Regions from separate parts of the Anser cygnoides genome. Here region 2 is linked to region 1. The links are chromatin contacts, called in public Hi-C maps. All regions are on one chromosome and are shown on one strand. The core of a region is the stretch at or near the end of the contact, and the rest is flanking DNA. Distances in the headings are between cores, read along the strand shown. Region 1 overlaps CD151 (CD151 molecule (Raph blood group)). Region 2 overlaps LOC125182190 (a long non-coding RNA gene).

Region 1 (2,585 bases), core at 40-2,539:
TTTGTTATGGGGATGAGTGCAGTGTGAGGTGTAGGACCTTCTCTTTTGCCCCAGTTCATAACAATTATCTATAAAAGAGACAGCACTGACACATCAGATGCCATTTTTCTTGCCATCATTCATTGTTTTTAAGTATTGATTTATTTTTTTTCTTTTTTTCTTTCTTTTCTTTTTGGTTGCTTTTAATGGCCTGTGAGCTATTTCATTTGCTTTGGCATCGTTTCTTTACCATCCGTCAGATGCTGCTGCAGGGCAGGGTCTACAGAAAAAGCCTGCAGCCCTGGATTTCTTTGCTGTTTAATTAAGTACTGTACCTGTGCAAGTCGAGGCAGATGTACCGAGCAGAGTCTGCGATGACTAAATGAATGTCTAGCCAGCAGGAGTGTGCGTGTGTGCCTGCCACGTGCTTGCTGAGCTGAGATGGAGGTGCGTGCCTGTATATGCCTTTGGGTCTGCGAGGAAGAATACAGTGCTCTGACGTGGGATCGCAGAGCGAGCCCTGCCGTTGAGATTTTGGGTGCCTCAGTGCAGCCAAACAGCCGTTTGTGCGGTGCTTGTGTCGTGCAGAGCTCAGCACCCGGAGCTGGAGGTGCTCGGCTTCTGGTGCGTTCCTGTTGTCCCGCCTGTCCTAAGGATGAACTGTCATCCTTACTGTCGGGATCAGTAAGGTGAGAGCCCAAGAAAATCAGGCCGTGGAAGGGTTTCACTTTCGAAGTGCCCCCTGCACTCGTGCACCGCATGGTCTTAACCCGCCTGGGAGGCTGTGGCTTGGGGTCAGACACGGCAGGCTGAGCACTGAGTTTTTCCCATGTTTTTTTTCCTCCCACCTTTGTGCATTTTGTTTTAGAGCGTTATTTCTCATTGACACTTAGGTTGTGATGTGTGAGCACAGTAGGAACTTGCTCTTGATTTCTGGCAAATAAACGTCAAAATACCTCTTTTGGTTGTGTGACTAAATTACACTGCGTTTCTTTCCCAGATTTCTTTTTAAATTTAGCTTCCTGATGAAGCTACTGTCTATTGGATTGGAGCAAATGGACTTCGTTATGGAAGTGCTTTTGGTCTTTTAGCCACTTTTTCAATTAGAAAAACATTTCCTGTTATCAAGCTCATGTCTAATTAATATGTTTTTATGCATCTGTAAATACACCCCTGTGGCAAGCCTCACTGTTTTCTGTTCACTGGAGAGCTCGTTTATAATTATCTGGGTGATTCAGAACAGACCTTTGCCTCCGTGTTTTGAAATAGAATGCAGCTGTGCGTGTTAATTAACGTTGCTTGCTCTTGTCTGCTTTCGAGAGTGCTCCGTATCACTTCTGAGGGTCTGTTATCAGGATGACTGAGGCCAGGGGCCCCTGCCCACGCCACTGAACGCTGCTTGGGGCCCGGCGGCCCCCCGTGTTCGCCAAGGTGCTGTGCTTTTCGGGTCTTGTCGCCCATAGCCTTACCCCAGCTGTAACTGGCGAGCGTGGTGAGGGAGCAGCTCGCTGGGTGAGTCGGTGAGCTTGCAAGGGCCAGCCAGTGCCACCAGCTCTGCTCGGGGCTGGGAAGGATAGATCAAACAGGAGGCAGCCCTGATTGCTCTCTGATTCATGGCCTGCCATCCCCGTGTGAATCACCGCGCTCTGTAAACCCGCAGCTGTTCCCTGCCAGCGTGCTGGAAGCAGATCAATCCTCTCCTCCCAGCAGCGACGCTGAGCCACCTGAAAGGCACCGTGTGCAGTGCTCGGTGGAGCAGGACCTGCGGTGTGGAGGCGAATTTCAGGCTCGCTGTCATCTGCCTGCAAGTATCACCTGAGCTGTCAGCCTGCCCGGTCCTTGCCCAGAGCGAGATGCTGCTCGGTCGGATTTCTGAGGTCTCAGATCAGGAAGAGCTGCAAGTCTCTGTTCCTTGCTAGGGCCCAGCACCTGCTGCATGATGATCCGTGAAAATACCTGTGCTGGCTTCTTTTGGGGGGGCATATACTTTGAGGGGTACCTGTTTTGGGCTGTGCAGGTGTGCGTAGCTGTGGGAGCTTGTCTGGCTGCTGCCGTTCCTGTTCCGTGGCTAAATGGAGCCTCTGGGAGCTGTAAATCTGTCGCCTTTCATGAACAAGGCAGCTTCTCGTTGAGAACTGCAAGTCTGTTCAGAGCACACGGTGCCACCAACATCCATTCCTTCCCCCTGCCCCAGGCTTCTGTGCTGCAACGTGGTAATTAATCAACGTGGTAATTAGTGGGAGCATTGCCGGAGTTCCTGATCCTTCCAGAGGACCGGGAGTTATTCGCCTTGCTACGTGCCACCAGAGCTGCTCTCTTCACCAGTGAAAGTCCTTTCTGCTGCCAACTGGTTTGTCAGACACTGTCCTAGAGAAAAATGTTTGCGTGCGGAGGGCGAGGGGGCACGGGTGGGACCGCTGGGCATGTTCTCACCCTCACGCCCCCTGCTAGCTTTAGTAGTTTCTAAAGCACAGACCTGCCTGGGGTTTCCGAGTGGGCTGGAGTGAAGCAAAAGGAACCAATTTCCTGCAGACAAAATACAATTATGCTGCAGAATTGGCAGCTGCTCTTCCTAGCAGCAAGCCAGGCTGTAAAGCCAGATGTTG
Region 2 (2,585 bases), core at 38-2,537, 620 kb before region 1:
GTCCGTGTTCATACTGGTATGGCAATTAGCCAAACTGACAAAATGGCAGTATTTCACTTAAGTATCTTTTTATTTTCTCTCTCCCATGTAAGTACATCCATTTCCACATTTATTCCATTATCTTTCACTAATACAAGAAATAATTGTGAGACTGAGGTTTTCCTTCATAAATGTTTCTATGCACCATTGATTTTATTTCAGCTTTGTTGTGGTTACACTAACAAAAGCAAGCATTTGAGCTACGAGTGGTTTTGTCTGAGCCATCATCTTTCACCTGATGGCTTTTTTGGTTTAACACGGGCTATTTACATTTAGCTTTTGGAATTAGAGTAATAAGAGCAGGAAAGGACCTCAGGAGGTCACCCATTGCCTCCCCCTGCTGCAGGGCAGAGCCAAACAGCTAAACCACAGCTAAGCAGATCTGAGTTCTCCCTAGCTGTTGACACCTGACCGATGCCCACACAATATCCACTGGTGGCCATTTACCTCAGCTTCAAGATCTGATCTACTTACAGGTGCTGTAACTGCTAACAGGTGATGTGACTCATAGCGTCCATTACACACACAGCTCTTTTCATTTCATGCTTTTGCTGTGTCCTTTCACAACACTCTGCATCTTCTGCAGGTCTGAAAATCTACACGTTGCAGTAGAAAGGACATTTCCACTATCCCTCTACCCAACACTATTGTCTGCAAACAGTTTACATCAGCCTCTGTGCTCTGTGATAAATCATCTGCTTTCACAACCCAGGGCAGTTATAAATAGCAACACATGATTTCACATTTTGTAAAACCCACAAAACTTCCCAAGAAACTGATTGCCCAACTAAAATGCAGGAAAAAGGGCAAAATTAACTATAATGCACCAGGTAAGCAAAACGTCTTGAGACTTTTTTTTTCTGTTTCCTTTCATTTGGAAAGCACTCAGACACAAGTGTCATTTCTAAAATGATGAAGTTTGTTGAGGCTGCAAAGAGCTTTCCTTGAAAATCCTTTTGCTCAGCAGGAATTCCACTGGGAGAATGTGGCTTGGATAATGAAGTGATCTCAAAGTTGGTGGTCTGTGTTCTAGGAATACATTACTTATTCATATGTGGGACTTCGTTGTTTTTCCTGCAGCATTCATCTTCATACTGTCCTGTATCTTTAAAGTTTCCATGGAAAGGCACGTATCTTTTGCAGGAACTTGTGTGTAACTATACAGAAGTTATCTACAGCAAAATATGCATGGGAGAAAAAAATATTTCACTGAGCAGGAATTTTGCTATCAAGTTTTGGATTTCATCCTCAAAACGGTGCCTCCCTTCACAATAATGGATGAGTTAGAAAAATATTCCCAGCTTCTCTTCAGAAGGGGAACACCAGCCAATGAGCATATTGCCCTATCAGCTGCTGCACTGGATCTCAGTAATAACCCCAGCTCATTGCCCCAGAAACCTTTTGTCTTTGTGCTTTTTCTGACAAAACAGCATTAACAAATTCTACAATTTAAAACCTTCGAGAGTTTTTTTTTCCCCCTCTCTGAATGGGAGTTATCTGGTGCAATGTGTTTACACAATATAATCAACAGTAAACCCTAACTAGGGTAATCCCAAGAAGAGGAACCTGATGGTTTGGAACAGATTTAAAATAACCAGAAAGGGCACAGATCTGACGTGCAATGACATATTCCAAGTGCTCTAAATACACAAGACCTTTCAACCCATTAGAAATGATAAGCTTCATCCCACTGCATCATAAGAAGAAAATAAACCACACTAACCCTAATGCCTGCAAATAAAGCAAAGCATCGTAGCTGCTTTGTCAGAACTTGTATGACCTTCCTCTCTATAAAACATGCCTCATAACAATGGTGGGGTTAAGAATCAGAAGTAGGATACAATTTACATTACACAAAAATAAACTTAGAGATATTCAGCCACTGAGATACTAATTTCCTGATGTAAGTCCCAGGCAAAAATTAGAAACTGTAGTCCATTACTGCCTCAGGACGGTGCCCCTTGATATGCCTTATTATAAATCCCAGGGTAGCGCAGCATAGTAGGCTGAAAGAAAATGTTCTTGATGATGTACTGGAAACAGATGACTCTCAGTACCCCAACACTAAACTGAAACATTTTTCTATGCAGAATACTGTGGTTCTCGTAGAACCTGAGATAACTATAATGACTCTTTAATTATTAGCTGAGACTTATGACAAAATCTTTAGTATGACACTTTAGTAGTGTCATACTAAAAAATATTTCCAGGCATATTCACAGATGGCAGGCATATATCTAACTGCCTGTTAGTACAAGGACATGCAGAGGAGCATGTCTTGCACTCTTCACCATTAGAAAGTGATTGAGACGATGTCCTAAATTCCAGTGGTACAGCTGGAATGGATGTATATGTAGGACCCAATGCATATGAATCATCACACCAGCCAGATCCTGACCCTTCACTCAGTTTTTTCAGCTCCTCTTCAGGCAACATTCCCATTTACATTAATGTGACTACTTTCACAAGGGAAGGTCATAAGCATAAGAGTCATTGCACCGTTCCTAGAGGCAGATCATGACCCTTAAGTACACATTTATTGTAGA

What was found. Hi-C and Micro-C count contacts between places; a contact is called where the count stands out from the background.
Region 2: a Hi-C map of liver shows a contact between it and region 1, with 8 times the contacts expected there. The contact joins two enhancer-like sites. A contact is called at or near these places in 2 of 7 Hi-C or Micro-C datasets (both in liver).

The regions. Positions count from the first base shown.
Region 1 is chr5:20,361,450-20,364,034 of Taihu_goose_T2T_genome, reverse strand. All of the region lies in intron 2 of CD151 (CD151 molecule (Raph blood group)), which reads left to right. Among named protein-coding and RNA genes, the nearest start is that of CD151, 16 kb to the left of the region's middle. Within about 2 kb of position 1,289, at least 2 of the 3 cell types and tissues checked have open chromatin away from gene starts, as enhancers often do. A contact at or near this core is called in liver, where this site is marked.
Region 2 is chr5:20,983,288-20,985,872 of Taihu_goose_T2T_genome, reverse strand. The region is part of intron 1 of LOC125182190 (a long non-coding RNA gene); the gene reads right to left. Among named protein-coding and RNA genes, the nearest start is that of EGLN3, 18 kb to the left of the region's middle. Within about 2 kb of position 1,287, at least 2 of the 3 cell types and tissues checked have open chromatin away from gene starts, as enhancers often do. A contact at or near this core is called in liver, where this site is marked.